Linked DNA regions of Anas platyrhynchos: region 1 is linked to region 2. A link is a contact called in public Hi-C data. All regions are on one chromosome and are shown on one strand. Each heading gives the region's core, a stretch centred on a gene start, on an enhancer-like site or on the middle of the called end of the contact. The rest is flanking DNA. Distances are from core to core; before and after follow the strand shown.

Evidence for each region. A called contact is a pair of places that touch in the nucleus more often than the background predicts.
Region 1: a Hi-C map of liver shows a contact between it and region 2, with 2.0 times the contacts expected there. The contact joins two enhancer-like sites. A contact is called at or near these places in 2 of 8 Hi-C or Micro-C datasets (liver and skeletal muscle).

The regions. Positions count from the first base shown.
Region 1 is chr21:9,542,658-9,546,720 of IASCAAS_PekinDuck_T2T, reverse strand. It overlaps CHD6 (chromodomain helicase DNA binding protein 6), which reads right to left. Exons shown (of 37, transcript XM_072026473.1): 22 at 790-949; 23 at 264-353. Among named protein-coding and RNA genes, the nearest start is that of RBL1, 27 kb to the left of the region's middle. Within about 2 kb of position 1,655, at least 1 of the 8 cell types and tissues checked has an H3K27ac peak or open chromatin away from gene starts, as enhancers often do.
Region 2 is chr21:9,467,033-9,471,062 of IASCAAS_PekinDuck_T2T, reverse strand. RALGAPB (Ral GTPase activating protein non-catalytic subunit beta) reads right to left here. Exons shown (of 31, transcript XM_072026281.1): 25 at 3,137-3,302; 26 at 1,093-1,215; 27 at 542-678. Among named protein-coding and RNA genes, the nearest start is that of CHD6, 29 kb to the left of the region's middle. Within about 2 kb of position 1,877, at least 2 of the 8 cell types and tissues checked have an H3K27ac peak or open chromatin away from gene starts, as enhancers often do.

The DNA.
Region 1 (4,063 bases), core at 406-2,905, 76 kb before region 2:
GGGGAACGGAGCTTCTGTCTGCTGGGAGAAACCACCTCAGGCCAACCAGACCCAAAGGAACTGCACATCTGGCAGGGTGGATTGCAATGCCCCCTCCAGACAAACTTATGCTGATGGAGCTGTGCAGGCACAAACCACCCCAGGGAAGGCAGCTTGTCCTGCTCTAGGAAGTTAAGCTGAGTGTATCACAGTCCCCTCTGAAGCACCAAGAGCCCCAATCATTCCCAGAAGAAGCAATGCTGGGGTTCACTGTAAGTTCCTACCTGGCAGGGGTGCCCTCGAAGGCTTTGTCAGCAGCCTCCCCCAGCACCTCGGCCTTCAGGTAGTAGAGCATCCGCACCCGCAGCAGCACCCTGCCGCGGACACACAGAGGAACACACGCTAGCACGCAGGTGCTCAGAGCCAGCCCAGGGCCTGACCCAAAGGCCCTCACTAAAGCATCTGCAGGGGCACGCTGTGAGGTCAGTGAGGGCAGGGAAACCTGCCCCCGATGCTGTTTTCCCACATGGGATGACACATTTTCTCAAAGCCATCTGTCCCCTTGCAGGGTAGGCACTGGCCACACCCTGCCATGCCGCAATTCCTGGCCCTGAGCTTTGCTGGGCCTTGTGGCCATGGGTTTGCTGCCCAGAACGCTGCTCCCACCTCGTCACCTGGAGGAGCACCACGAGAGCAGCCCAGCACGATGATCTGCATGGGCTGAGCCCTTCACGGCTCTCTCCCACCCCCTCCATGCTAAAGGAGCTCAGCCCGTGGCCCCCAGAAGCTGCTGCGGGCTCCTGCACTCACTTGTTGCAGTGCTGTTTGAGGTGCTTCTTGTAGCTGTCATCGTGCAGGACCACCTCAGGGTTGCAGGTAGCAAGCCAGTCTGCGTTCTTTATCTCAGGAAGCAGCATCTGGTTCTTCGTTTTCTTCCCCTTCCTGCCTCTGGGCACCGGCGCTGACAAGCCTGTAAGAGCAAGTGGCAGCAAGTGAGCATCATGGGCACCACGGGCCAGGCCAGGCACCCCTGGCACGGCACTGCCCGGGCACAGCAGCACAACCGGGAGCTGGAGGAGGCCTTGTGAGGCTCCCAGCTGCAGCTGGACCAGCCAGGGTTAGGGAGATGAATAGAAAGGCGCACGTGCCCAGGGATCCAAACTGCTGTTAATTAACACCGTGCCACAGCTCGGAGCCCCCTGCACCTCACACCTCTTCTTCCAGCCCCAGAAGTGGACTGAGGTTGCACAGGGTGATGGAACTCCTCCAAACGCAGCTGAGTGCCACAGCAACCTCACTCCTGTCTCCACACCACGGTTTCTCCTCTACCCCAAGCAGTGCCTAGGACCCAGGAGACACCTGAAAGCCCTCAGTCCAGCTCATCGGCCCTCCTGTGTCTCCTCCTCGCACAGAGCACCAAACATCACCGCAGTCTTTGAGATTTTGTGCCAGAGACTAGGGGGGGACTTGACCTGACAGCTGAAAAGCTGTTTCAGAAAGGTAAAGGGGGATGACTGGAAGGAAGGACTGGGCTGGGTAAAATCATGGGAAGACTCGTTCCTCTGTCACTGCAACAGCTCTGATGAAACTGTCAGCCAGCACTGGATCAGGAGAGGAAAGATTTTACAAAACAGGCTGTTATCTTTTGATAACACTACCGGGCTGGCTGATAAAGCCAGTGAGCAGCACTCTGACATCCTGTTTAACATGACGTGCCATTTTTGTTTGCATCACATGAGATAGACATGACACATCTCAGATGGATCAGAGCTGACAGATCTTGGGGTATTTATAACGCTTCTCAGCTCCGCCAAGTGTAGGTGCAGGATCTGTCAGTGAAGTGTGTGGGGTAAACCTGGAGTGGGAGACTATCTCCAAGAAAAACGTGGGGATCACCACACAAACTGCACTGCTGTGAGTGCTAAGTGCAGTGTTGGTCCCAAGTGATAACGAGATGTATAAAATTATCAGAGAGAAGCATGGAAGAGACCTTGGTCCCTGGGCACAGCTCTTAGAGCCTTACCTAGACAACAAAGCCTGCTCCAAAATTCACTCTCCAGGGACGACACAGTAATTTTGGACACGAGTTCAAACAAGAGGCTCCAACATGCTCAAAGAACAGAAAATAATCCCGATGATCTGATATCTGGGGGTTGTTTCCTATTCCATACATCATGTGGAGGGCTATGTGGGAACCAGATCACTGGGGGGGTATTTGCACTGGGCAAACACACTGAATGGCAAAGCGACGCAGTTCCATCTGGCTGACAAAGATAAAGCAATATCCAGTGGCTGGAGCTGAAAATTAAACACATTTCCAACCTTGACATAAAATGTGAGTTCACAGCAGAACGGGGAAATGATGCCCGGTGGGGTCATTATTGCTCGAAGTACTCCAAGAGAGATGAGCTGCACCCCGGGCAGCCACTTCGAAGGCAGCATCTTGCAACTGTCCTGTCCTGCATGTGCATATGAAGGGGAAAGAAGAGCTGCCGCACTTCTGCCCCATCCATCTGTGGGGTGGATCACAGAGCTCTGGGGGGGTGCTGGCTGCAGGCTCTGCTCATCCTCTTGTAGTCACACTGCTACAGGATTGACAAGGCACGGTCAGCAGGAGGAACCAGCAGGGGCTGGAGGTATCTGTTGCTTTCTGCACATCTGGGGCACCTGGAGCACATCTTGCCTGGTCAGCTCTCTGCAAGCAAGAGATCCCAGGCTCCTCAGAGAGCCACAGCAGCACTTGATGTATGTCTGCTCTGCAATGGGGGCTCTGCTCTCCTCCATCTCCTGTGGTCAGGCTAGATGGTTTTGTTGTCCCCCTGGTCAAGAAAACTGAGATTCCACAGCTGGGAAAAGCTGTTCCAAGGAACTGATGGAGAAGCTCCAGGTTGCTTTCCTCTGCTAAATATCCAAATGCATCATTTATAGTTCTGCTCTTTCAGTAGAGCATTACTGACCCTTCACTGAAACCGCAGCTTGTTCATTACTTGGCATTACCTAAATCAAGCCCATTCGTATCAGCCAGTTCATTTCTTACTCTTGCTCTGCTCTCCACAAGGCTCTCAAGTTCAGCCCCAGTGCTGCTATGGGCAGGGCTGCACGGCAAGAGCACAAGGCAGCACTGCTGAAGTGGCTCACTTAGCAAGAAGCGATTGGAGAAAGCCACTGAAAGCCACACACTCAGAGCTCACCCTGTACAGACATTTCCAGACAGAAGGGAATGGTCACAGAATGGTTTGGGTTGGAAGGGACCTTAAAGATCATCAAATTCCAACCCCTCTGCCATGGGCAGGGATACCTTCCATCAGACCAGCTTGCTCCAAGCCCCATCTGGCCTGGCCTTGAACACCTCCAGGGATGGGGCATCCACAGCTTCACCTGGCAACCTGTGCCAGGGCCTCACCACCCTTGGAGTAAAGAATTTTTTCGTAACGTCTAATCTAGATCTACCCTTTTTTAGTTTAAAACAATTACTCTTTCTCCTATCGCTACACTCCCTGACAGTCCCTCTCTAGCTTTCCTGTAGCCCCCTCTTAGTTTGCTGGAAAAAAAAAAGCTCTCTAGAGCCTTCAGGCTGAACAATTCAACCTCCAGGCTGAACAACCCCAACTCCCCCAGCCTGTCCTCACAGGAGTGCTGCTCCAGCCCACTGACCATCTTCACGGCCCTCCTCTGGAGTCACACCAGTACACGTCTATGTCCTTCTTGTACTGGGGTCCCCAGGGCTGAACACGGTGTTCCAGGTAGGGTCTCACAAGAGTGGAGTAGAAGGGGACAATCGCCTCCCTCACCCCGATGGTCACAGGATGCCGCTGGCTTTCTGGGCTGCAGGCACACGTAGCCAGCTCCTGTTGAACTTCTCTCGAGGGTCTCAAGACTGCAGCATGGTGTTTGATCACCAAGTAATGCTCGGCATGCCCTTGGACTTCAGCAACAGCACGTCTCCAGAGGTGCTCCACCTGCACGCCACTGTCTTCAAACAGGTGGAAGAGCCTGAGGCTTCAGCATGGCTCGCTGTCCTTACTACTCACCTTGTGCCATACATCACCAGCTGCCCAGCAAAGCAGCACACAGCTGTGGGGCT
Region 2 (4,030 bases), core at 628-3,127:
GCACATTTGGAAGTGAATTTTATACAAAAAAAATGGCAGTTGTAAATCCTGTAACTGTTATAGAAGTTCATCGTTTCTTGTTTTGCTACCATACAAAAGCAACTTCACATTTGATAATTCAGCCACAACTGACCCATGCTATTTCAAACTGGCAAAGTATGAAAAGTCTTCACGTCAATCTATCCTACATCTCCAAGCATTGATTGGAGTCTGAACTGCTTTGCAAATACTGCATATACTTTTTCCTGCATATGCTTCAAAATTTAAGCATGCAGGATGTTTCTACTTAGTATTGCTAAATTTATATTAATTTATATTTAATTAATGTAATCTACCAATCTCCTACTGCAGGTGCAAATGCTAGCAGGATTGAAGCTGTTGTTAATAATTAACATCTAAGAATGAGTGACTCCAAATGCTAGGAAACTGAATCATGTACTATCAAAAATGCTGTAGGATTGCCAGTGTGCTTCTTCAAAATGAACCAAAACATAAACCATAACAAAACAAGAACCATTTTTCAGTGCAAGTTTATCCTTACCCGATGAGAGGGATTAAGATTGTCTGTATGATTGGGGAAGAGTTCAAGTGTCAAAGATGGCTGCTTTAATATTCCTGGCAGCAGATCCATGTTGGAGTCACTTTCCTGGTCTGAGACATTGCTTTCCAGTGAATCAGCTGTAACCGAAAGAAATGTGAATTTTGTCTTACCTTCTGCAAAAAAAAAAAAAACTGAACTCATTGGCTTTTTTTTTTTTTTTTTTTTTTACAGTATCATGACTGCAGACCAAACTCATATGTCCAACCAAACACACCAAGGCAAACAGATACTGTCACACAAACCTGAATATATACTGAGGCCTAGACTGAGAAAAAGTTGTACAGAACAGATACTGTCTCAGAAGGAGTCAAAAACTCCTGGATATTGGATATTTAAATCAAAGTATCAGTATTTTTCTAGCAAGGGTCTTGCTATTCACACCACTAGTTTGCTTATTTGGTATCTGCTTCTGATACAGCTCTCTAAATAAAAAAAAAAAAAAGTTATTTTCTTTTTTTCCCCTCTAAATAGCATGCACAAAATGCTCTTACTTAGGGACTCCACTGGTGATGGGACAACAAAAGCTATTTCTGTCAAGGCATCAGCATAGTAGAGCACCTTCTTCTGCCCATTGAAGATACTTGCCCCAACATCTTCTGAAATAATTGCATCATCTGAAACAGGCAGAAAAGGAAAGTTAAGTTAAGAGGAAAGTTTACCTCTCTGTACACTTCCTCAGGGGAAGACCTTCAAATACAAGGTAAAATGAGAAGAAATCATGCAAGTGTCACTTTAAAATCAGAAGATTTCACAGTCAATTTTCATGGCGAACAACCACTCTCAAAGAAATTTTTTTTGGTATCTTGAAGGAAATAGCGTTTTGGGTTGGAAAGAAATTTCATTTTGAAAATATTTAAATTATACTTACTATAATATCATATTTTCCTTGCATTCAGTAGTCTGTTCAGTAGTCAGTAAGTAAGCATCTGCTACAAGCATTCATTCAGTAGCTATTCCTATCCATTTCCTCTAAGACAGACACCATTCAGTTTGTCAATAAACTTCCAAATGCAGCTTACAACATTTACAGCTTCAGCCTGACACTATTCTGGAATTTAAGCCAATTTCTATAGATTCTTTGATGGAGCCATGCTATAAGTAAATTAATAAAAATGCCTTTTCCTTCCCTGCGCCTCCTCCAGAAAGAATAGCAAGGGCTTTAAGCTGAATTATTTCTCTGCACCAGTTTACAGAAGAGCCCTTGTAATAGCTGCTTCAGCAAAACCACTGGAGCAGAGAAATTCAGCACTCTGACATGAAGTGGCCAGAGGCATGCAGACCTCTGAGTCATGCTTTACCAACAGGGAAACATTCCTGCATCTCTCAACAAGCATCATCTCAACTCAAATCCAATTGCTTCTTTGCCTTTGCAGGGGGGATGGGGACACAAAACACATGTTCATGGATTTATTTTAATCACATCTCACTGGAAGCTCTTTTAGGTTTGTGTGTTTTTGTTGTTTGTTTTTGTGTGTGTTTTGCTTTAAGCAGAACCATCCACAAATAGAAAACACATTTAAGAAAACAAATAACATTAGCCACGGCAGACAGTAGGGAAAAAATCTACTGCCGATTAGAAGCAGACCTCCTTCACTCCCATTCTTGATTGCTTTTTCTTTTCTTTCTTTCACCATTAATTAATCTTTTTGGTGGTCTATTAATTAATCCAAACAGCTGAAGTTCAACGTGAACTTTTAACATCCACGTTAAAAAGCCCATACTAAAACAGGTTACCTCGCTAATTCAGGGCACTGTCATCTGTGCAGTTGTACTGACAAATCCAACTGCAAAAAGAAGGGAGAGGGCTCTGCCTCAGAGTGAAGCATAACAACCCCATCCTCAAAGAAACATTAAACCAAGCCCTGGCCATTTTGTAACCTCTCCTGACTTGTTCTGAGAAGGCCATGCCTCTGTTCTCTTCACTTCTCCCCAACATTTCAAACCTTCTATCATGCATAGTTTATTTTTTTCAGAAAAGCCTTCAGCTGGTCACAGTAAGACAAGCCCAGAGGAGCAGTTGCTGTAGTGGAAAAGAACAGACTAAATTAAGCAGGACAGGAGAAGAGCTGTGTGTAGGCTGCAGCCTCAGTGACCTACAAACAGGGGCTTGATTTCTTTACTTACTAGCAAGCATGATTACAGCTAACATATTCACCAACATCTCATTTTAATCTACTTACAAAACACTAAAAATCACAATATTGCAAGCACGTCTGCTGATACACACTATAATCTGTATCCAATTTCACATGAATACTGGTTTTGGGTTATACATGAAGACCCACCAAGTCTGCCAGAAGTGCAGAATACAGGTGTTTCTTGCTGAGACTACTTTCTCCCAACAACAAACACTGGCATTATTTTTCCTCACTTTGGCTTGAACCTTAGTCTATTTACACATTCCTTTCTAATAAATGTTCATGTTTATCCAAAAAAAAGTACGCAGGTGCTCAGATAGGTATCTGGGAGAAAAAAAAATATCCTAGAGGAGACAAAACATTTTAATTTAATGTTACATCATTTACCACGCCTCACCTTGTTCAGGTCCCTCTTCATCACTGCAGTTATTGATTGACCAGCTTGTTGAGACATGCCCCGTCCACCCAGGGTGCTTCCCTACGTCCACTGACCAGCCAAGAGACAGCAAGAACTCCAGGAAGTGTGGCTGAACAATTCTGGAAGACTCCATGTTCTTCAGGATCTGAAACAACCAGCAACACCATGGTATTGGACAGGGTACTCCAGGAAGCAGCTCTTCCCCTCCTCACCCCACCTTTGGTTTTGTAATTAAAAAATATTGTGTCACTGAGATGGTTTTGCCCATATACAGCTGTTCTGGAACCCCAGGCTTTCTATATGGACACCAGTCCCTGCTGCCCAGCATCATTCATCCTGCTTGGCAATGTCCTGTTCAATCGAATCGGCTGTCTGCCATCGTTGCTGAAGCCTGCAATCACACCACTACAAATGGTGATTCTGAGATTTATCCAGTCATCAGGAATAAACCAACACAACTGTTCTGTGTAGAATGTGCATTAGCAGCAGACATAAGAGAATTTTTACTATGAAATTGAGAGAAAACTTTAGGAGAAATGCATTTCACCACTTCTAACCTGTACCTGACATACCGTGATTTAGGGCACAGGGGCCTCATTGCACATTAAATTATGAAAGAGATTTTGCAAAACAATTTTCAGCAGGACTGAGCATGCACTTTAACCAAATGCAACACTGTACCGTTCATTTTGAACCTTAATCCCACTTCTTATAAAGATCTGGGATGTTTCCACACCCAAAGACAATTCTTATCCCATTGTGACTGAGTGAAAATTGAGAGCTTCACAAAGTGTCATGCAGGGAGACGCAGATGATTTGTGATTTGATCTATCAAACCACTGGGATGTGGAAGAGACAACTCTGCATAGTGCA